Regions from separate parts of the Danio rerio genome. Here region 2 is linked to region 1. Evidence: chromatin contacts called from public Micro-C data. All regions are on one chromosome and are shown on one strand. The core of a region is the stretch at or near the end of the contact, and the rest is flanking DNA. Distances in the headings are between cores, read along the strand shown.

Evidence for each region. A called contact is a pair of places that touch in the nucleus more often than the background predicts.
Region 2: a contact with region 1 is called in a Micro-C map of caudal fin, with 3 times the contacts expected there. The contact joins the promoter of trappc6bl here to the enhancer-like site in region 1. A contact is called at or near these places in 3 of 18 Hi-C or Micro-C datasets (caudal fin, embryo and hematopoietic stem cells) and 1 of 4 datasets of contacts at active chromatin or transcription factors (embryo).

What each region holds. Positions count from the first base shown.
Region 1 is chr15:15,890,719-15,897,274 of GRCz12tu, forward strand. No RefSeq gene overlaps it. Among named protein-coding and RNA genes, the nearest start is that of zgc:162730, 120 kb to the right of the region's middle. Within about 2 kb of position 4,808, at least 2 of the 62 cell types and tissues checked have an H3K27ac peak or open chromatin away from gene starts, as enhancers often do. A contact at or near this core is called in caudal fin, where this site is marked.
Region 2 is chr15:16,108,355-16,114,706 of GRCz12tu, forward strand. It overlaps trappc6bl (trafficking protein particle complex subunit 6B, like), which reads right to left and starts at 4,896. Exons shown (of 7, transcript NM_200661.1): 1 at 4,864-4,896; 2 at 4,173-4,264; 3 at 4,022-4,089; 4 at 2,759-2,876; 5 at 1,746-1,829; 6 at 1,552-1,645. The coding sequence starts at 4,262.

The DNA of each region.
Region 1 (6,556 bases), core at 3,558-6,057:
TCCTGTACATCGGCAGACTTGAGACGCAGAGAGGAGTTGACCACGACGATCGGTTTCGAGTCTGGGGAAGAGCGGTTTCAGAAATCAAGACAAAAATAGAATCCAAAAAATAAAGTGAAGTGGTAAAATTAAAAAATGCGGTAAAAAAAAAAAATCAGGGCTTTTCTTTTTTTGGACGGCTTTTGTAAATTGTTGGTCGGGTTTAGGGAAGTGAGCGGGCGGGCGGGCGGGTCAATCGGTAAAATTGGTTGGGTTTAGGAAAGGAGAAGGGCGGGTCAGCCGATTGGCTGGTCGCGCAGTCAATCATCCAGTCAGTCAGACAGTGGCCTCTGGTGGGTTCACACGAGAACAGCGCGGGCGCGAACTGCACTCGTGAGAGGCATTTGAGATGCGAAATAGCGCACGCAACAGCCTCTCGCGGATTCGCAAAAACAAAAACTATAGCCGTACATACCTCCCGGGACGTATTCCGCGGTGTCCAGAAACGTCTGCAGGACTACGTTTTCAGAATGAGCCTCGGTTGGTATTATCATGGTAGTATGAAGCAGAGTAAAGCTGAAAGCCATTGAGGCATGATGCGGCATGAAAACAGCCGAGCTTTTATTATGCTACAGTTCACAGCTTACATTTCTTTTATTGTGATCATGTCAGGAAAAAGCAGTGCTGTTTTAGCATACTAAACACATTATAAGGGATCTGTTATAATTCTGCTCTGTGCAGTCATTACATATTAAAAGGGTCTTTGTTGTTTGACCCTGGAAATCGAGGGTATTTAACAACATTCTCATGGTGGATGGACACAGCTTGTGTCACTAGTTAATTTCTCTCGATTTAAACATTCTTCAAAACATTTGGGATAATACAAATGCATAAGTCAGCAAAATATATAACTATTTTCGTGGTTTTCGGTTGTTTTATTCAAAATATCTTACATAATGTGCTTTAAACTAGACATAATTAGTTTGGTGGGTTTGCCATATCCTTTTGTGTTCAGAATAAAATTAAATAAATAACATATTGCACATTATCGCGCTACTGTATTCTAAAAAAAAAATTAGGAACACAGTAATGCGCAGTAATTTTATTACAGTTACTAAAGTAATTGCATTACATACAATACAATTTTTTTATTATTATTCTTTCAAATCACGTTTTCTGCTGCAACATCAGTTAATAGGGTTTTAAATTGCTGGAAAATGCGAGCTGAAATGGTTGCTGTCGAGAGTGGCTGTTTCATCAAGTGGAAATAAAGACATAGCTTTGATTTAATTGAACATAAATACAAAAATATTGATGCAAACTTTTAGCTGCTCTTATCTTGACCAACAACTTGTTCAAGCACTAGAACAGAAAGCATTCTACAACATTACTCGTCACCAAGAAAGACACCGGGGCCTAAAAACACGGCAGCCCAACTCAGCCTAAACGGGATACATTGAATTTGTGTGCAGCATTGGGATTGAAGGTACCTTCTGAATGTGAAGAGAAGCATAGCTGATTATGGGGCCGTTCATGTATTGCATGCATATTGGCAGCGCATTTTCATTTGCATTTCCCATGTGCACCCACTTAAAAACCGCATGTCACATGACAAGAACTGACCGGTCAGCTTCATACTTTGGAATATGCACATTTCGGTAGACAAATTACCTCAAACAAACACAAAACACTCAAACACTGCAGTTTTTTTTCATACTATGGATGTCAATGGTTTCAGGTATCCAGTTTTCTTCAATTTTTTTTTTTTTTTTAAAGACAAACAGGATGGAAAAAGTAAACGATGGGAGAAGTTTAAGTTTTGAGTGAACTCTGAGTATTTTGAATATCAAAATATCAAATGTTAAGCTGGTTTAATCAAGCAATTATAGCATTTTTCAGTGAATATGAAATTACTGAAAGAGCTGCAGTTTATATGTTTTATATGTTTTAAAAGTAAAGTAGGTTTCATATATTTTAAAATAGGTTTCATGTGTTTTAAAAGTGTAGTACTTTAAAGTAATAAGTAATCTGATTACTTTTGCATGAAGTAATTAGTAATGTAATCAGATTACAATATTCAAGTAGTAATCAGTAATTTGTAATATATTGTAATCAATTACCTAATGTTGTTTTGGTTGCAGTTAATTGTATCTCAAATGCTAAATTATGCATTCTTTTATTGAATGTTTCTTACTATTACTTTCGTAAAGCGACAAATAAAGCTATTGTCTACTGAAGGAAACAATTGATTCTGACCTGTTGAAATGAGTTGTCTTAGATTTTAGTTGCATTTCCTTAATTGATCTACTTAGATCCATAACTCGTTAGCATAATGCCAGCCTGTGGTCTTCATTGGCTGCCCGCAAACAATGTCTGCTTACCAATGTCAGGATTAAGCTTGTGCTTAAGCTTTTTCTGAATGCTTCGTAAAGTAAATTAAATTAAATGCATTACACAAAGCAATTTAACTGCTTGTTGAACATCTTGAGAGAATGGATCCTGGGATGGATGGAAGGATGGAAGGATGGATGGATGGATGGATGGATGGATGGATGGATGGATGGATGGATGGATGGATGGATGGATGGATGGACGGACGAATGGGTGGATGGATGCATGGATGGACAGATGGATAGAAACACTAAAAATGCATGTGTGGTGTGTGTGTGTCTGTTTTGCACTGCTGGAGGTATGAAAAAAAATCTCTGTAAAATTTAGTCAAATGTCTCATACAACAATTTGAAATCACCAACATCACGACAAATTGTTTGGGATTCTTTAAGGGATTCAGGAAACAAATTGGAGAAAAGATTTTTACTCTTATTCAAAAACAAATTCAAATTACTTCATCTTGTTAAGATTTTAGTAAAAGATTAAATTACACACTTTTTTCAGTCTTATTTGCTCATATTTATTAAGGGTGCCTGTTTTTGGAAGGCATTGTGTTTGTACTTTTTGGTAGAATTTTAGTTTTAAACATCCCCTGATAAATTTGCTAATGCTGATGAAGAAGAATATCATATCAGAATGTACCTTAGAAATACCTCTGTTAAGCTCCCTGTTTAAATCATGGAGGTTGGAGGTGAATAACTTGCACATGCCATGATTTAGCACATGTCAAGTGTGATACAATCCTGGATTAACATCTGTGTTGATCCTGGAACAAACATTTTTGTTCGAAAATGTAATCCATACCTATTTTCTACCCTTTAACCCAAACATAGCTGTAAATTATTACCCAAATCAGAGGAGAATGATAGATAACAATAATGTAGAAGTGCATTTTAACCTAACACATGGTAAATGTATTCCTTATTTCTGATTGGCTGATTGGAATGTTGTTCCAGGATCAACATAGATATTAATCGAGGAACATGTCCTACTTGATAAAATCAGGTTGGCGTTCTTTAAGTCAGGGGTGTCCAAACTTGGTCCCAGAGGGCCAGTGTTCTGCTGAGTTTAGCTTCAGCTTGGTTTAGCGCAATCTTGTATATCTAGTAAGAGCTTGACTAGCTAGGTCATGTGTTTTTGATTGGGGTTGGAGCTAAACTCTCCAGAATACTGGCCCTCCTGGGCCGAATTTGGACAAGTCATACATTATTGGACACAGGCTCAAACCGACATAAAATCAAAACCAACCCTACTTTCCAATGGAATGCATGATGTCTGAACTGAAATTCGGATGGTGAGAGATGCTGTAATTGGTTTCTGAGTCGCACTGTAAACAGGCAGCCAATCGCAACACATTTGGGCCATGAAACCAAACAGAGCAGAGAAGACTCAAGGGAAGTGGTTTTGGACGAACAAAATTTCAAAAGAATCTTCAAAAGAAATGTTGCTCTTTGAGAAATGAGGTGATGTAAAATATATATTATAAATAATTGAAAGTGATTTTTTGACTTTAGAAGAATGTAAACATAGTAAGATACCTCAAAAACAAAATGGGCAACCTCAAACATAACACAAAATAACATGTTAACATTAGATAACCACCCTGAACTGACAATGAACAATACTTGTATGGCATTTATTCATAGTAATGTTTCTCAACAATTAGTGGAACACTTTTGTTAAAATGAGGTATCTGTTAACATAGAAATATAAGATGAGCTAACACAACAAACTATTTTATTAAATGTAAAGGTTAATAAAATACAACATTTCATGACTTGATTGAAAGTTCATATTAGTTAATGCAACAGTCAACTAGTGCTATTATACGGGACCTTATTTTAAGGTTCATTTTATTTGTGTTTTATAAAATTTTAAGCATTTAAATTTGATTTTATTAGTTGTTATTTGGTGATTATTAGCATAGCCTTACATTTAATTTAACTTTTTTGTCCTCTCTCCTGTCAACGTTTAAGGCAAAAAAATAAAAAAATAAAAATCTGTGGAAAATGCTTAATAGAAATGAGGTTATGTCACTTTTGCTACCTGGCAACACAGTCAAGCAAATATATAAATAATAAACAAACAAACGCTCCGTGAGATGGGAAATGAATATGAAAATGAGTTACAGGTGTTGTAATTCTGTCTATTTATTGTGGATCTACAGTAGGCATCACTGGAGTGTGCCATACATCTGCAAGAAAACTCCCAAGAGCAGATGGTTTCCTACTGGAAAAAAGAAAGAGCATCACTGCCCTCTGCTGTTTGACCCTGGGATGACTATTTCCAGTCTGATGACAACAATTGAAGCCACAACGAAGCACGTTTTTACTCATACGTTTACAATAAGCCTTGCCTGTCTTTATAGACACTGCCTATTCTTTGAATCTCACAACAAATTAGAATTTGAAAGGACTACATGTTCTTGAATGCCTGTGTTTGTGAATTTGTCAGAAAAAATAAATCATCTAATCATAAGCTAAATGCTAATGCGTCTACTGTTAGGCTGAGCTGCACCATACTTAATTTAGATGAATGAACTATTTAGTAAATTGAGTTCACATTGATATAACATGCAATTTGGAGCCAGGGGATATTACTTTAGAAAGTTGGCAGCAAGAAATTGGTTGGACTAGTAAAAATATGTTGACATGACTATTGTGACTATTCGAAAATGAGAACGGGTGCTTTATTTGTGTTAAATGTTCTGAAGTTTGCATGTCTGTAACTCAAGATATCTTAATATGTATTGAGATTTTGCTTCCTAACTCATTTTTCTGTTACATTTTTTTTCTAAACTGGTAGTCCCATGATAAGTAAGGGAAAAATAAGGGAAAGTGAGGTAGTGGGTGAGTATCTTACACTTTAAATTCATGTGGTTCACTTCCAAAGATAGCTATTGGGATTTTAAGGTGGCTACGTGAATAAATTATTTAATTGGATCCATTTTCAGTAATAAAAACGGAACGTGGCTCGCTTCTTTCTTTTAAACAGCAATGTCCAGAAATCAAGGGCAATTTGGCATGGATGGAGGGGAAGTGTCCCCACCAATATCCAGCAACTACTGAAATGTTCCCACCAATAATTTAATCACCTTCAAAAAAATAAAATAAAATAAAAAGCTCTGTCAGCCCTTAGTTGGCATGCATATAGAGTTAAATTATGGTGTCTTGTCCTCTCTCCCACAAACACATAAGGACAGTGTGATTGGCTGGGTTTATTTATGCTGTTAATGACAGCTGTAATTACGTTTGGATGTGAGAATCGCCAAAACAAGGAACTTTTCCTGTCGCTGTTCACTGTACAAGATGTAGACATCATTTTTGACAAGATTTTAAAGGTAAGTTCAATTGGAGTTCACCATAATAATATGAACCAAGGAATTCAGTTTTGATTTTGGCTTTCATGATTATGAAAATAATAATAATAAGTATGAAGTGGTTTAGCTAATTGCATCATGTGCCCTTTAAATTTCTCTGCATTCATACCTCCTCAAAACCAGATTACAGTAAAACACAAAATTAACTTCTGCAGCATGAAATGTCCTTCATTAATTATTATTCCTATTATTAAGTGTTCAAAGCTTTTATTTATATTTAAAATAACACAAAAGAGAGTTTGTGTTGTTCTATTTATGTGCTATAGGTATGTATTTCCCCACCATTGTCAAGTCCAAATCTACACCCTTGCCAGAAACAAACAATGTTAAAACTAGAAATATTACCTTCTACCTAATTTCTCTCAGTGAATGTGACAATTTTTTATTTATTTTTTTAATTTCAAAGATTTCAAGCATAGAAGTATTATAGATCTATTCAGATGGTCATTTTCAAAGATCACTTGTTCCCTTTATCGTCATGTTTGTGGCCCTGGCAGTCTCAGTAATGTTATAATATAGGTTGAAACTTGCTATGATTGAAGAAGAATGCAGTACAAACTCTGTAGAAACTACAAATGTATCTATTCACTCTTTCAAAACAATTTCACAGATCTTGCCAGTCTGAGTTCCTTTTTCAGAAGTTGCTTACGTTTGGTGTGGGAATCAGAAAGTGCTCTAACACTTTTTTTTTTTTTTTTCAACTCTGACCACTGGCTAAGTTTAACGATTAAACTGAGTCAACAAATCTTCAACAGTCAGGCAACAATTTTAACAAGGAAAATGTCAGCAGTTAGGCTGATTTGTCAC
Region 2 (6,352 bases), core at 3,646-6,145, 220 kb after region 1:
CTGCCATCAGATCACATGCTGAAATACAGCATCAGTGTTCCTGTCCTGTCCTGTCTGCTGGCTGATTCACATGTTGATTCTAATCAGGAGCCATTTATTATGCATTTAGTTAGTGTTGTGTTGTGTAGTATTTACCACAGTATGTGTATTTCTGTCATTTCAAAATGCCACTTTATTTTCACTTTGTCCCACATTTTTAATCAATGTGCTATTGGGACAGTACAGGTTACATGTGTGGGTCAAACATTTTGGTTAATTACATTTGTTTGGGTTGGTTATATATTTGAAAGAAAGAGAAAAGTTTGATTTAAGCGATAGCAGGGTTCAATTTACACGGCACAATGCTGTCTGACTACAAGAGTGAAACACCTTGCAGCAGTTGTTTTCCATCCCTTTAGATTGCATTTCTAAAATAATCGGTCCAGGAGGCGGCGCTGATCAACAGCAGTGTTAGTTCAAAGACGTTAAAACCAGGTAAAACAGACTAAGCTGTCCGAATGCATTTATATGCATCAGCTGCCGACCGGAAGTTCTTAGCATCCTCCTTTTGCATACACGCAAAGCATGAATAATTTCGCGTTTTAACAAAAAGGTCTATAAAGTTGACATGATTTTAACTCTTCTCGAGGCCTACACCGGTGACGACACACCACGCCTCTCCACACCACTGGCTTCCATTGAAAATGAATAACTTCCAGCTATGTCCAGCTACACTCTCGCCGCTTTCCGTGTGTACGCTCAGTTAGATGCGTTTTTGAAACAATATGTAAACGGCCACTTAAAACTGACACAAAATCTAATAGGACATGCTTCATTGATAAAGTGCACTCAAAAATGAAAATTTGCAATAATTTACTTAACCTCCACTTGTTTGAAACCTATTAGGGTTTCTATCTTCTGTTGAACACAAAGGAAGATATTCTAAAGAATCTTGGGGAATGAAAACAGTGAATACAAAAAATACTATGAAAGGACTATGTATGTCAATGGCTGCTATTTCCCAACATTCTTCAGAGTATCTTGCTAACAAAAGAAAGAAGTTCATTAAAGTTTAGAACCACTTGTGATTGTGAGTAAATGATGAGAAAATGTACATTTTCGGGAGAATTGGTTAAATACATATTAGCATCATAGATTTGTTCATTATGTTTTGTACTCACAGTTCACTTAAAGGGACAGTTCACCTGAAAATGAACATTTACTCATTACTTACTCACCCTCAAGTGCTTCCAAACCTTATTGAGTGTCTTTATTCTGTTAAACACTAAAGCAGATATTTAGAAGAAAGCTGAAAACCTGTAACCATTAACTTCCATAGTCTTTGTTATTTGTACTATGGAAGTCAATGGTTACAGCTGTCTTCAAAGTAGCTTCTTTTGGTCTTTAACCTCACAAAAGAAACTCAAACGGGTTTGTAACAAATAACAGAAGTGATTAAATAATAACAGAATTTTCATTTATAGGTGAACTATCTTTTTAAGCCAGAACGCTGGGTTATTTCAATATGCATATTGGTGCTATCGCTGATTTTAAGACTGGTGTAAAACATACATGATGGCATTAGAGAAACCTCAGCAGTGACCACACTCTCCAGACCCAGGTTAGAAAGAGCTCCTCGAATCATCCCGCAGGAAAAGGCCAAATACTGCAGACAGCACACAAATACACAACCATCAAGACCGCATTTCTCAAGGTGGAATGAAATATCTGATTTAATATAAATAATATATAGAAATGATACTCACTTTAGGGGCCTCTTCAAGGTATTGCTTTCCACTGGAAAACTGAGTGAGTAGTGCAAACTTATTATCCTGCAAGACGTATGTGCCCTAGAGCAAAGACATTACAGTCATATTAAAATGTGTTGCAAATTAAACAATTATTGAGAAAAAAAAATAACTGCCTTTATTTAATAACACTCAAACGATTTTAAACATTTATGAGTTACACATTGGAAGATATTAAATAATGTTTGACAAAACTAGAAATTGACTTTTATATTAGAAGAAAAAAATGCTTTTTAACAACATTCCTCAGAATATAATTTTGTGTTTAGTAGAAAAAAAAAACTCAGTTTCGAAACCAGTAAACGATGATAGAACCTTCATGTTTGTGTGAACTCTTCATTTACAATACACTAAGCTGCATCATATTTACTAAACGAAATGTGTTCTTACTTCTTTTGGGCTGCTGATTTCAACAATTGTGTTGTTTTGCTTAATTATGTACATTATTTATCTATTATGCATTGTTATGCACTTGAGAACCATTTGTAAAATGATGAAAGTATGTTTTATCATGTAAAGCATTAAACATGACAAAACATAATGTAACAAATGAAAAATAGATAAATATTCCTAAAAAAAACTCTTTGTTAAAGTATCAGCTGATTTCATGTGCAATGTCTTATACAAAACATTTTTCAGATTTTATGCAAAATGACATCTGATGTTTTAAAACATCCAAAACGTGACACAAAGTATTTAACTTTTTTTTTTTTTTTTGGCTGATTCATTCATTTAAAAAAAAAAAAATGTGATACTTCCTTGGTAGTAAACAGAGTTCTTAAACATTCCTTGAATACAGATTGTAAGTTGATCATTTGATTATTATCAAATGATTAATTTTCATTCAATCATTTATTTTTTGTGACAAAATATATATGTGATAGAAGGTTTTATTATTATTTGTGAACTTCATCAAATGAGGTAGTAGTTGTCTCTATTCTTCTTATAAAGATAGTACTGAACATTGAGACCTGATGGTTGGTCCTCAAGTTGTCGATTTGTTTTTTGAAGATAGTGCTCCAGAAGTCTTTACATACGAACTTCATTATGTCCAAGTCATCTTTGAAAGTGGGGCAGTCTTTTGTAAACCTTTTGAAAAACATGAGCAGAGTCATGGCATTGTTAGATTCAAACGGAAGCTTGTGTGCTATCCTCTAATAATAAAACATAACAGTGACTTATTTGCTCACAAAACGGAGTTCTTAAGCCCCCCTTTGATTATTTTCTTATTTGGGTTTTCTTTCTGGCTAGAATAAAAGCTTTTAATTAAAAAAAAAAAAAACATTTTAAGGTCAAAATTATTAGCCCCTTTAAACTATATTTTATATTTTATATATTTTTTTTCGATAGTCTTCAGAACAAACCATCGTTATACAATAATTTGCTTAATTACCCTAATCTGCCTTGTTAACCTAATTAACCCAGTTAAGCCTTTAAAAACCCTTTAAGCTGTATAGAAGTGTCTTGAAAATTATCTAGTTAAATATTATTTACTTTCATCATATCAAAGATAAAATAAAACTATTATGTTTAGAAATGTGTTGAAAAAAAAAGTGTTCCCTCTGTTAAACAGAAATTGGTGGGAAAAATAAACAAGGGAGCTAATAATTCAGACTTCAACTGTGTGTGTGTGTGTGTGTGTGTGTGTGTGTGTGTGTGTGTGTGTGTGTGTGTGTGTGTGTGTATATATGTTATGTGGAAATAAATATTCGTAATATGGGTACAATAATATCTGATCCATCGTCATTGACAGTGACAAATACAGTCATGTAAAAAAATAGAAAAAAGAAAAAACATTTATTCTGACCTCTGTAAAATTTATAAAAGAAAAAGGGGCCATCTTGCTGATAAATAGGTCAAATCTAGTGGTTTTGGAAAATATAAAAAATAAAAAATACTGGCAAAATATAAAGATTTTAAATAAGTGTTTGGGGCTCCACTGTGATCCTTAAATTTATCATCAAATGACTCTTGCTGTATTTATGCCTGAAAAGAATTTTTGGTTCATATTCATTGTTACAGATTCTAAGATATCATGCATAAATGTTAATGTAGAAGTAAAAAAAAAAAAATGAATTGTAACTTAAAGAAAATATATATTTTTTAAGAAGGGTAAAACGAAATTGCGTTGGATAAATTGTTTTAAATATTGGAGAGGAAACAGGTTTATAAACTGTGACTTAAAAGAATTATACTTCAGTGCATGTATAAACAACATGTAAAACTCACAATACCTTTCAATAAGTCCTTGTCCAACTCTGAAGCCCATCAACTCTAGAGTAGAAACACACGTCACTCGCTCCTGAAGAAAGCAAATCCCAGTATGAATGACACAAGTAAACAAGACAACATGACATAATTATTAAAGAAAAGAAAACATGGTACCTTATCAATGTCATCACGGGTCGCCTGCTCTTTGTAAACATGAGCAACAATCTCCATGTGGAGGAACTCAAACAGAGCGTCATCTGCCATACCTGAAAGACAACATCCACAGGAAGATCCTCAAACATCTGTAAAGGCTCACACTGAAGATCAGACATTTTAAAACCAACTGCCTCTTTTATTTCTATCTCTCACTATGTTTACTGAAGAGATGACAGTTGTTGCTTCATAATGTCACAATATTTGAATAAGCATTTAAATGCATACAGGAATAAATATAGATTTAAGTAAACTAAGAGCAGAATAGAAAAGCATAATAAAAACAAAATATTCTTTACACGTATTCGTTTATTCAAATATTCAATTGTGTCTATTCCTGAAAATATGAAGCTGGGTCTTTCCATGCCAAATGCTAGAAGAGCTGTGCAATTGTGTCTTCACTGTAACGTTTTGTTTAAATAATAATTAAATCACTCTTTTCATTTAAAGACTACATTGAAAATAAATAACTGATACGTAATGCTAAAAACTCACAGCACATAGAAATGTGCATCTGTAGAACTGTTGACTTCTGCTCAAACAGATCAGCTAATGCTATTCTGCACATCTATCGATATTTAACGATACTCGCTCAATTAGTTGGCCGTAAATATGATGTGGCGTCAGCGTAAACACTTTTAAAATTACTTACTGCTTGCACGTATCTTCAGGTGTGGAATAAAAATACATTTATAAAGAACCAAACACTTGTCCGTCTTCAGTTCTCCTGCTGTAGCGCCGATTCTGACAACCAATACTGCCACCTGCTGTAGTGGAGGAAAACACGGGAATATCTGACGCTTTCATTTTTCTTCCCTCAAATTACACATTATTTTTATGATGTTTCACAAAATTACCATTTAAATACTTGAGTCTTTACTGTGTTAAACGGATGCAACCTTGACAGGACTTCTTTTAAAAGTATTAAAGAAAATACTACTATCTCTTTAAACAGTAGCATCAATAGGCTACATAACATTTGCTAGTTAACAAAAATATCCTTATAAAATATTAAATGTGGTACATTTAGAAATTTTGTAAATATGTCTAGCTTGTAACTGAAAGCTTTTTCATAAGTGGAAATTAAATTACCCGGTTCTTTCCACCATTAAACTTTGGCCTGGTATCAAGTTTTTAGTGCCTAAGAATTACTTAATTCATTTTCTTTTCGGCTTAGTCCCTTTATTAATCCAGGGTCGCCACAGTGGAATGAACGGCCAACTTATCCAGCACGTTTTGACGCAGCGAATGCCCTTCCAGCCGCAACCCATCTCTGGGAAACCTAATAACTTTATTTTAAAATCCTTCATAAATACTATTCCAGTAATTCTTTATTATCTAAATTTAATATAAACAACTCATCGCAATGCACATTATGTTCTAATCTGGAAAAAAAGTGCATTTATTTTAGAATGCAATTTTGTAGAATAATTTTGGACAGAAATATCTTGGCTTGTCATCTCAGCTTACAAAAAACTTTTTGATTTTTATTAATTCTTTCATTTTCTTTTCGGCTTAGTCCCTTTATTAATATGGGGTAGCCACAGCGGAATGAACCGCCAACTTATCCAGCATATGTTTTTACGTAGCGGATGCTTTTCCAGCTGCAACCCATCACAGGGAAACATTCATACACACTCCTTCACACTTATACACTACGGACAATTTAGCCTACCCCATTCACCTATAGCGCATGTCTTTGGACTGTGGGAGAAACCGGAGCACCTGGAGAAAACCCACGCAAATGCAGGTAGAACATGCAAACTCCACACAGAAACATCAACTGACCCAGCCGAGGCTCAAACCAGCGACCTTCTTGCTGTGAGGCGACAGCATTACCTACTGCGCCACCTCTTTTTTTATTTTGTGACAACCTAATTTTTTTGGAGGGGGAAATTGACGACACATTTTGAATTGTAAGGAGCTGGACAATGTGTTTACATTTTTTACTTTTTGTGGCCTACAAATGTAGGTAGAGTTATTCAGTGTTTGCCTAATTTTAGAACATTTTGTATTGACTTAAAACTTTGTAACACTCTCATAATTCTAGTATAGTTTGAGATATTTATGTTTTATTTTTTCATACGTATTTATATATTTTTATTTTCTTTAAATATTTGTTTTCTTTCATGTATTGTTTT